2 separate regions of the Arabidopsis thaliana genome follow, and region 2 is linked to region 1. A link is a contact called in public capture Hi-C data. All regions are on one chromosome and are shown on one strand. Each heading gives the region's core, a stretch centred on a gene start, on an enhancer-like site or on the middle of the called end of the contact. The rest is flanking DNA. Distances are from core to core; before and after follow the strand shown. Region 1 holds the start of AT5G06520 (SWAP (Suppressor-of-White-APricot)/surp domain-containing protein). Region 2 holds the start of UBP12 (ubiquitin-specific protease 12).

Region 1 (5,637 bases), core at 696-3,195:
CTCTAAGAATCAGAACATTAAACAATTACCGGATGTTGATCAGCAAGAACAGGTGATGACTCGTTTTTTAGAGGCAGTGGTAGTGGAGGAGACGTTTCAGGCGTATGTGGTGGTTGCATTTGTGTTGAAAGGTGTTGAGGTTGTGGGACGTTAGCAGAATAGTCTGCATCCTCCAAACGAGCAAAACAGTCAAGCAAATCAATCATATCAATATCCACTCCCTCCTCTCGCTTTTCCAATTGAAGACAACTGAGAAAACCATCAACAACGGTCGCCGTACAATCATCACTCTTGCTCAGCATTTTGGAAGGCATTAAAACCCTTGAATACGCAATAACAAGCCCATTGTAAAAACTGAACCTGCTATTATTAGTTGACTCCAAAAACTTAAACTGAGGGTTCCCAACCACTCTCTTCCTCAAACCCTGCACAAAATTCATCCCGTACCGCGCCATAAACTGTGCTGTGAGCTTAATAATACCAAGCTCCTTGAGTGTGATCTCCTTTTCAGGGAATTCAAATCCAAAACCGAAAGATCTCAGAACATTAGGTTGGATATCGTGAGCTCTATCTTGATTCTGAGCACGGTATTCTGCAAGCTTGAGCTGATAAAATGCGTGATAAGGGTCAGTGCTCCACACAAATCTGTGTCTTGCATCATTCATACTAAGTTCCATCATCTTTCTTTCAATCTCCAACCCATTTTTGGAAACAATAAGTGCAGTGTTCTCGACACAACTTCTGATTTCTGGAGGTGGCTCAATAGGTGCCACACTCGCAGGAGCTTTATTTGAATTGCTTTGACCCGATTGCAAATCATTCTGTGGCCTAGGAGGTGACATCATCCTCACTGGAGGAGAACATGAAGGTTGAGGAACTTGAAGTTGAGTAAACTGAGATCCCAGTTGAGGCATAATTAGCGGTGGTACTGTTGGCATCATTGGATGGTATTGTTCAGGTCGTGGTTGCAACACGCCACCGTCCACGTTAGCAAAAAACTCTAAAGCATGCAAATCAGTCAAAGCCATCTCCACTGCATCTTTCTTTTCAACAACTTGATCAAGAAGCTTGAGAAAACCAACAACAACTTCCCCCAAACCAGCACCATTCTTTCTGGAACGCCTTAACACTCTCGAATACCCATCAACAAGCCGCAAGTAAAAAGAGCACTTGCTATCAGTTGACTTAAAAAAGTCAAATTTAGGGCTTATAAACACTCTCTTCATCAATTCTGTCCGAAAAAGGGTCCCATAAACTGCCACAAACTGTGCTGTGAGCTTAATAGTATCAAGCTCATTGCGCGTGAACGTTACCCCTCTAGTAAGGAATGCAAACTTGACAGGAGCCGGAGCTCGTAAATCATTAATGGACATGTTAGCAAAGTATTCATAAGCATGCAAATCAGTCATAGCCATCTCCACGTCATCCTCATCCTTTACAGGCACTTGAGCAATAAGCTTGGAGAAACCATCAAAAACTTCACTCTTCGTCTTCAGCTTTTGGGAAGGCATTAACACACCCTGATACCCGAGAATAATCCGCGTGTAAAAACTGTTCCTACTGTCAGTTGGTTTCAAAAACTCAAACAGAGGACTCTCAACAACTCTCGTCGTCAGTTCCCTCTGAAAATACTTCCCATAAACAGCCACAAACTGCGCTGTGAGCTTGATAAGCTCAAGCTCCTTTCGCGTGAAAGTGATCCCTAGAGGAAGGTGTGAGAAGTTGACAGGTGGAGCCAGCAGAGGCATATCCAAGGATGGAGGCCAAAGATAGTCTTGTGCATCATGAGTAGCTGGAGTGTCAGGACTTAAGCTCCTGAATCTTGAATCATTCACAATTTTGGCCAAGTTCCTTATATTAACAAGACGCGTGCTTTCTGAATCCGCCCCAACTTGATTTGAATTGTTTTGCCTCGATCGCAAATCCTTGTGCATCGAAGTGTACATATTTTTTTTCTACAACCAGAGAAACATTAAAAATCAGATTCAGAGAGAAGGGACAACTACTGAGTGAGAGAGAGAGAGAGATTAGGAAAAACATATAAGAGGAATCGGAGAGAGATTAGAAACACCGTACCTCAGCCTGTGACTTGGAGACCTAAAGCTTGGAAACGAAGGAAGCGACGAAGAAGAAATCAACTGTGAGCCCTAGCCCCTAGGCTACCACTATTTATAACCAAACTCCTTTGGTGGTTTTCTAATGGGCCTTGATTGGGCTTATAATTGCGGTTCATAATAAATAATTTTATTATAATTTCTACGATTTAATCAATCACAACAACCCCAGTTACTCGGAAGTCAGAACTAAAACCGGAACAGCTATACTAAGAATAATTGGATTGGAATTTAAGAAGATCAGATCCAGCCACAAGGTTCTTCTTGTTAATAAACTTTAACCAATTTTAGATTCGAACTACAATTACAAACTTGAACATATATATTTATCTCCAATCAAGACATCTATCACCATCCAATCATTATCAAACTCACAACACCTTTGTAATTAAGCAAGAATAATCTTAGGACCAATCTCTTAATCATTGTCAAGGATTGGTCGTGTCAAGATCATCAAGATCTGATGCACTCTTTTTATGCTTCTTCTATGTTATTTGATTTCTTCGTGTGGAAAATGGGTTATGTTACGATCTTCATTTGCCTTAGAGACAGATACGCGAGGAGGCGATAACCGAATATCATGACAACGAGTGCGGCTACTTCAGTTAGTCCGTTGTCTATTCTCATCCCGTTGATGGACACAGCGAAGTCCTGATATTGTACTTTAAGAAGAAGCTTGTAGGTGTGGTAATTGAAAGATAGATAACGTATCCACGATATGAAAACCGGCACTTTCTGTGTAGACACAGAAAAGGAAATCAGTAAAACAGGGGAAATCAAGAAACAGGGGAAGTTAAAAACAGAGGAAATCAAGAAACAGAGGACTTGCCTTGACGAAGAATCCTCCGGCGAGCATGAATGTCATGACAGTTACTGAAGCCAAAGTCGTAGCCTTCTTTAAATCCATTAAAATGGCACCAATTGCAAGTCCGAGTCCCTAGCAAAAAGAATCAAAATCAGCATTTTGATTATACTTTTTCTCGTTGATTAGGGTTTTTAATAATTTTAATCTGAATATACCTGAGCTGCGATGATGCAAAGGAAAACTGTGAGCATGCTCAAGAAGAAGGGATATGGGCTGATCCGAAGACCTGTCATGAAATAGACGACAAGAAGGAAGAGAGAAGGTAGAATAAAGTCGAGAGGGAGATCACTCGTGGTTCGAGCTAGGAAATATGCGCTTAATCTGTACATATCCGCTGCTCTCTCCTTATTTAACATCGCTCGCTCTTGCGGAAACGCAAAGATCGCTGTGAAAACAGGGAAGAATCCCCAAAAAACTGCTATGAAGAAGAGCAAACCAGCCTGCAACAAAGAAGCATAAGAATGTAGAGAATGATATTAGTATAGTGTGCATAAAAAAAAAGTATATTTCAAAACCAAATGATAACATACCTGATCTTGTAGTCCCATTGGAGTCCTAATGTCCGACTGCCACCAGAGAAGACCTAAAATGACAGCTGTGGAAAGAACTTGCGTAACACGCAACCAACTGAAGTATTCGTGTCGCCGTTCTTTGAGTCCTCTGCAGAATAGTATGCAATATTGCTCCCACCAGCACGTTCCCCATTGGCGCTTTAGACGCGTACTTTTGGCCTTAGCTTCTTCATCGAGTGGCACAGGATCCAATAGTTTCTTCTTCTCCTGTTCTGCAACCCTAGTCTCGTAGGCCTCCACTAGATACTGCTTACAGTTTTTCCGATATATATATCAGAACTCAATTTGGTTTTAGGTAATACTGATTTACTAGAAATGTTGTTGCTTCTATAATTACCTCATGAACAGCAGCAGGAGATGGCTTGCCAGTTTGAGTTTCTCTACCTGAATTGCCAACTTGAACTCTATCATCTAACTCAGAAGGTACAGAGATATCGTTGATGTTACCGTTGGCAAGATCGAGCAAGAACTCTGCAGGATTCATGGCGATAAGAGGAGAGCATCCAATGGAAGAGAAGTAATCTAAAGCTTCTGATGATTTTCCAAAGTAGAGAAGACTTCCTCTTCCTAGTAGAATCAGCTTGTCAAACCTATGGAAGAGCCTACTCGAGGGCTGATGTATCGTTGTGATCACGGTTTTCCCCGCCTGTTCCGAACATATTTTCGTCAAAGTTCAGAAAACAATCAAAGCAAAGATAGTAATTGTCTGAACAAACAAACAAACCTCGGCGATGTCATGGAGCATCAGAATGGTTCTAAGAGCAGTGGTGGAATCTAAACCAGAGGTTGGTTCATCAAGAAGTAATAGAGAAGGATTAATGATGATCTCGTTTCCAATAGAAACTCTTTTCCTCTCTCCACCTGATACACCACGCACGAATGCTCCACCAATCATAGTGTCTTGGCATCTGCAACCATCCAAGTTATTAAAATAAAAACCACATTTAGTTTGTTAATGTTTGGAACCTCTATACGAGCCAGCATACCTCTCTAAACCCAACTCTTGGATAACGTCTAAAGCTCGTTGCTTCTTCTGCTCTCTCGTAAGAGTCTTGGGTAAGCGCAGACGAGCAGCATAGGTTAGCGTTTCTTTCACGGTAAGATGAGGAAACAGAACATCATCTTGAGTCACAAACCCAATCCTGCCACCAAACCAAGAACCAATTGTTAAATCTTATATGTATTCATTCATATAAGAAAATGTGAGTTTAAGAGCCAAAAACACTGACTTGCTTTTCAAGTATTTAGAGTAAGGCTTGTCGTTGTAAGTAACAGAGCCTCCAGTAGAGGATTGAGAGATTCGACCAGCAAGTAAGCTAAGAAGAGTTGTTTTGCCACTCCCTGAGGGTCCCATGAGAGCAAGAACTTCACCAGGATTCACACTCCCACTTATCCCAGTTAATATCTCTTTCTCCACAGATGAAGTCAATTTCTTGATCACCACTTTGTATGTAACATCCCTGAACTGCATCAATTTCACAAAAACCACTACTAAGTCTTGAGATTATATATACATAACTCATGAAAATGAAACCTATTTAAAAAAATAAAAAGATCGTATTACACATTTTCGCTTCTTTTCCCCCCTTAATTAGTCTAATCTTAACTATGGATATCTTAAGTCTTGTACATAAATTTCATGTAAGATGAGATTATGTACAAGACCTGAAGCTGATGAAAAGTAGATACACAGAGATAGAGACAAATGTGTGATATTCTTTTGATCTCCTCTCAGTGCCTGTGCAAACAGAGAAGATCAGTACCAAAGAGATCATTCCCATACACGAAAACCACTAGCTACTTACTATACTTCAGTCCAATTTCTAACATTTCTTTTGCTCTTTTATTGTTTTGGTTTGATATAATTATTTACCTTGAGAAAGATGGGCAATGTTGGTTCTGCTTGAAACTTAGGCTTCTTCTTTCCCGCTTCAATATCTTCGGCTGAAACAGTTACGTTACACTGTTGATTCATCGTTACTTAATAAACCAAAAGAAGTCGGTGACTCAGTGAATGAATCTTTAAGTGGGTGATTTTTAACACCTAAACACTATGGTAAGTGAGCTTATGTTATACGATGTATAA
Region 2 (5,904 bases), core at 1,046-3,545, 39 kb after region 1:
ACAGTTCCCTACAGAAAAACGAAGAAAAAAGAGCTCAAAAACAAGAAACACCAACTGAGTAGTAAATCATGGCCTGACAACAAAAGAAAAATTACCTTCATTTTGTCCTCAAGCTTTTCGCAGAGAACCCGATTGAGTTCTTGCACATCATGCTGCATGAAGGAATCATATGTATCCCAACCAAACGACTTTGTCAGCTCTTTTGTTGCAACACTAGTGTCATTGTATTGGAGCTTGTAAAACAAACTTTGGAGAGCCAACGGTATACTTGCTGTGGGTGCATCATTCTCAGTTGTTGGCATGTGGTATACAGCCTACAAGCAACATGCAAAATTCAGTTGTCCGGTCAAGGATTCAATGAGAACCCATGGAATTTAACAAACTGAAGGAAAAAACAAGAATATATCTTACCTTTCTGAAGTAAGGTATGTGGTATAGTGTCTGTAGGAGAGAATTCATGTAGCATGTTGCACCTTGGTTCTTGAGTCCAACAAAACCAGTCTCTTTTTTAGAGTCATATGACCAGTAATCAAGAACCTTACGTACAGCGACTTCAGCTTCAACCAAAACAGTATCATTCACTAAATATCCTCTACTAGGATCATAAAGTTCGCTAAGTGGCATGAATGATGTAAATCCCCAATCGCTTTCTCTAGCATTGAATTGATGTTGCGTCTCTGCAACACAGTTAGGAATCATAATGTCAGTGACCTGTATCACCAAGGTCACTTACAGCTAGGTTCTGATAATACCAAGTTCGCCAGAAACCAGGTAAATATTACAGTCTGATAAAGTAGAAAAGGGTGCGTTGCAGGCGTTCAGGTAAAGCTTAAGACAGTAATAACATGATTATATTCCAATAAGTTCAACTAATCCCCTTCTTCCAGCCCAACATTTAAACTAACGCAAAACATATTTATGTGTGCACAGCCATTATATGCACATGAATGCACTGAGAATTCAGGGTCTAATAAACATCATTAATAAATTACAGGTACCTTTTCTAACGGTATATCTGGTGTGGATTTGATTGACTACAGCCAGACTGAACTGAGCATATCTGCTCCAACCGTACGGCAAACTCGCAGCATCAGAAACATCCAAGTACATGGACAAATGATCAACATTGTTCCCTTTCGGGAAAATTAATATGCGCCTGCATAAGCAAATCCAAAAAGGTGTCAACCAATCAAAATGCATACTGGACAAACAATGGCAAGAAAAAAGTACACTAGAGATAGGTATACACTACTATTACCATTTGTAACCTCCAACGACAAATACATCGGAGTAATGCTTCCTGGTGTTTTGCCTAGAGAAATTAGGGATAGTCCACGTGAATTTCAGAGTAGGAGGATCCTCAGCTGGCTGGTTCTCCACAGTACTCGCAGCAGTCTCGGGTTGGGTAACTATAAATGCATCAACAATTAATGAAAAATAAACAACAAGACAAATGACAAAACCCTAAGCACTTCAAAACCATCAATCCAACTCTCAAACACTGCAGCCTGATATCCACAAGCTCTATCTCATCCATTCCAATTCCATCGAAACCACAAAGGATACGAGAAATTGAAGCAGTGAATCAAATTGAATCAAACCAAAAAAGTCTTACCTTCCATGGGCTGAGCAGGACCGTCGACCAAATCTGAATTCGGCACAAGCATCTCCTCATCTTCTGGCTGCTGCAAAACATAAACAAAAACTAAGAATATATACCCAAAAAAAAACCCTAATCTCGCACTACGGTGATCAAAACGAACAGAAAAATAGAAACCACAATCACTAAAACTAACACACCGAAAACAAAAATCGCTGCATCTGCAAGATGATTCAACCGCTTAAAATTCAAATCAAATCCAAAAGAAAAAAAACCCGAAACGATCAACTAAACGAACAATCAGAAGCAGATTCAAGCGCCAATACACGAATGGATACACATGGAATTGACAAAAGGCAGAGAGGATGAAGAATCGGAGATTACATCAACGGGAGGCGGAGTCATCATAGTCATTGGCCGGAGAAGGATTAGACGGTGGGATCGAGAAACGCAAAAGAGAGACCGACGATACAGAGAAAAATCAAAGACAAAGGCAAAGTGACTCTTAGGGAGAAATACAATCGCTCATTCTTACTCTTTCTCGGCTTCGATATATTGATTATTCTGATATTTTCGAGAATTTAAAGGGTCATTAATGTAATTTCACAGTATACGGGCTCAGATTTATAATTTCTCCGAGGTTGGGTCTATCAAGCGAGACAGACCAATGAGAAAGCGGCACGTATAAGACTTACGATGCTACTGTCATACAAAAACTACTAGACGTGGCTGCTTGGAAGATTAGATATCACCTGACGTCGTGGGTCTTCTTTGCTCTTTGTTTTTTTTTCGTTGCTTTTAGATTTTTTTTTTAATGACGGTAGTGAATCTTGAGGTTTCTTTTATTACATTTACAATATTGTTAGATTGTATTTGTATTAATTCTGCTGATTTACTATGTTTTTTTTTGCCATAAAAAACCAAATAAATTAACTGAGAAACATGTTGTTATTAATAATTAATAAATGTTGCTGATTAACAAAAAAAAAAACATGTTTTGTTTTCCTTAAAGTTTAATTATCTCTTTTCTAACTTGGGCCTAGCCAAAACTGGGCTTTTTTAGAAAGATATCTATAAGTCATTATCTTGTCTTAAATCTTAACAATCCACAAAGTCCAAAGAGAAGAGTGAGAGTGTGTAAAGAGCAAGGGCCAAATTTAATGAAAATGGACAGGAATTAGTGAGACGTTTTGGTTTAGAAACTTGGTTTTCGTTTAAAGTTTTGGTTTAGGGCTGAGGTCTTTGATTTTAGGGGAAACCAAGATCTTGATCAAAACGGTTATTGCGATTTGACAGTCCATTCGAGATTTCCTCTGAAACCAAGGCCTTAAGTGTATGTACCCTATTCTCAAAATCAAGGATGTAAGACCGGTGATGGGTGTGGCACTGGTGATGATAACTTTAGTTTATGACAAGAAAAGTTATTCTTGCTATATATATATATATACAGAATATGAAAAGAAAAGAAAAAAAATCAATATTGTATTTAGTAATCTGAAATTTGAGAACTTGAATGAAATTACATATTATGATTATTTATTTGATTCTCCATATAATCAAACTCAATTTTATGGGTTTATTTGTTTCTTTATCTTCTCTACATAATCATCATCAAACTTGGAACTAAATAAGATTAGGTTAAACTTGCGTCGTCATCAATCAACTTGATTTATCCAAGTTATCTGTTGTTTTTTTGTCTCAATTGTGAGATGACCGTGGAACAATATATTATAAATTTCTAAGACTCAAATGAATCTAAATGGACGAAAATGTTAGAGACTACACTACACGGATAAAACGACGTAGACAAGTCACCTCGTCTTGCGTCCCTTTTACTTTCATACCTGACCAAACTTTCAACTTCAATAGCATGTTTCATAACATATGAATAAACTTTTGTTCAAGCGTTACACTTTATCAATTCAGCGAAATTTAAATTGGATCACATCACACCTATAGAGGACACTTGTTGAAACTAAGGTCACATTTGTTGACTTAGATCGTGTAAGTAAGAACTATCATATATTTAGTAATATTAAATTTGTTTGTAATTTTACAACTTTTTCAGATGTAAATAAAGTTCCTAGGAAATTTAAAAAAAAAAAAAAAAAAAACATGACTTGGTTTGCAGTTTTCTTACAATTTTGATGTACTAAATAACAAAGTTTTAGCTTGGGTAGGTAGAAAGACTTATCATTGGGTAAATTAGGAGATCGAGATACAAGTCTTTCCAATAAGATTTCAATCTCCCACATGTTCCGGTGATTAGTATAGGTTTCAGTACTAGATATTCGACCTATTAAAAAAGGATTTCAAAACATGAAAAAGCTCAAAAGAGGTTAGAGAGAAGAAAAAGTATAGTGACGACCTATGCCAATATAACTTTTCCACAAAGAGAGAGAGAGAGAAAAATAACAATAATTAACAAACAAAGAAAACGAAAGGCGAACAAAACGCACTAAGGCTATAAGCTGCGTAAGCACAAAGTGAGAGAAAGAAAGAACCCAAAAGAAAGAAAGAGAGAGAGAGAGAATGCAGAGATTAGCTCCATTGATGGAAGAACCAATAGATGAAGAAGATCAAGAAGAAGAAAGAGGAGGAAGAAAAGGATCAACAAGATCCAAATCATGGAAGAAATGGATAAAGACACAATTGCAGTTCATCGTCTTCCCCAAGAAACCAGACATGAAGCTTCTTCTTAGTGTTATGGGATGTCCTCTCTTCCCTGTCCCTCCTCTCTCCAAAATCTCTCTTCAACAGGTACTTATACGCCGTACATGTATGTGTATATTTATACGTATATGAAACTCATCTATTTCAACGACTATTTCTAAAACTAAGGAAAATATTTTGGTGGGTCGCATTAAATTGAATTAGTTTATGATCGTTTCGTTTTTCATTTTTTTTTTTTGCATTTCAAATATTAGTAGTAGTATTTTTTATTGTTGGCGTCATTTTTGGTATTAATTACATCAAACGTTTCGGACATGCTCTTAATGGTGAGTACTATTAACCTGACATATAAGTTTTTATCCATCACTTGACGACAGTTGACAACTTATATAATGGTTTGTGGTATATTATTTCTTAGTGGGAAACCTTTATAAAAAAAACATGACATATGCAAACCTTTATACTATTATATTTAAAAGGAAAATTTTCGGATATATTTCTAATAGTTCAGAAAATATCTATACTTATCTTTACCCTTTTTCATATATGATTTTTTAAGAAGATAAATACTATTTCGAAGATTTATTGGCTTACAAAATTATTTATAATTTTAAAATAATCCCTTTTCAAACTCCTCTTTAGTAAATTACTAGGTGGATTCCTATGAAAGGCTAGCTATATTATCTATATATATAATATTTCACTTTTTATATTCAAATGATTTCACGGTAGATGTGAGTTTTGCCAAAAATTTGTGGACAAATAGGTCAGTGTCACGTAACAAGATTCAACTTCTTATCACCAAAAAAAAAAATATTCATGTTCTTTAGCGTATTAATATAAGCGAGCCAGAAATATAACTTGCACAATAATAAATCAGTGAAGGAAAAGAGAGAAAGAATAAGCGTAGTGAATGCAAGAGTCTATCACAAGATCCATAAATTATTCCTGGAGACCTTAAATTATTCTTCTGGTTTTCAGATCTGAATATACTTTTTGTTATTTTATTATATTTTATATCCAGTCAAAAACAAATGATTTGTACTAGCAAGAGGAAAAACCAGACTAAATTGATATTATTGTAATATTCAAACTTCAGAAACCCAAATTTGGATTGAAAATACATACCATAGTACATAGTTTCAAATCAAATGTTTATATATTTCAAAAGCTTACTACATATAGAAAAAAATATATACACGTTTCCGTAGTTTAATATAATTTCAATATGATCAACATACTGATAGTGAAAATAAACGGTTCAGATCCATGCTTATAATATCAAATATGTGCATTTAAATCATACTAATCCATAATTATTATGATCTTTAAGGTATCATCATCAGCACAATACATAATACAACAGTTTGCCGCAGCAACCGGATGCAAGAAACTTGCGGGCGAAATCAAAAACACTTTCGTGACCGGAAAAATCACAATGACTATGGTGAGTGATATTAATAGCTCAACCGCGGTCAGTAGTGCCTCGTCTGTGTCTCATAAGGGATGCTTTGTCATGTGGCAAATGCTACCTGAAAAATGGCTTATCGAGTTGGTTGGTGGCGGCCATAAGGTTTCAGCCGGTAGTGATGGAGAAATTACTTGGCGTTATACACCATGGCTCGGTGATC

Evidence for each region. Capture Hi-C pulls out chosen DNA fragments and counts their contacts.
Region 2: a capture Hi-C map of shoot shows a contact between it and region 1, with 3 times the contacts expected there. The contact joins the promoter of UBP12 here to the promoter of AT5G06520 in region 1. A contact is called at or near these places in 8 of 26 Hi-C or Micro-C datasets (callus, cotyledon, leaf and 5 more), 1 of 2 datasets of contacts at active chromatin or transcription factors (shoot) and 3 of 3 other capture datasets (root, seedling and shoot).

The regions. Positions count from the first base shown.
Region 1 is chr5:1,987,427-1,993,063 of TAIR10.1, forward strand. AT5G06520 (SWAP (Suppressor-of-White-APricot)/surp domain-containing protein) reads right to left here and starts at 1,946. Exons shown (of 2, transcript NM_120735.2): 1 at 30-1,946. The coding sequence starts at 1,946. ABCG22 (ABC-2 type transporter family protein) reads right to left here. Exons shown (of 11, transcript NM_120736.3): 3 at 5,425-5,495; 4 at 4,781-5,016; 5 at 4,538-4,693; 6 at 4,276-4,459; 7 at 3,889-4,197; 8 at 3,510-3,797; 9 at 3,135-3,419; 10 at 2,944-3,051; 11 at 2,224-2,849. The coding sequence ends at 2,634.
Region 2 is chr5:2,025,821-2,031,724 of TAIR10.1, forward strand. It overlaps UBP12 (ubiquitin-specific protease 12), which reads right to left and starts at 2,296. Exons shown (of 32, transcript NM_120743.3): 1 at 1,985-2,296; 2 at 1,616-1,685; 3 at 1,259-1,409; 4 at 999-1,156; 5 at 412-677; 6 at 96-314; 7 at 1-8. The coding sequence starts at 2,014. It overlaps AT5G06610 (lipase (DUF620)), which reads left to right and starts at 3,973. Exons shown (of 4, transcript NM_120744.3): 1 at 3,973-4,360; 2 at 5,607-5,904. The coding sequence starts at 4,133.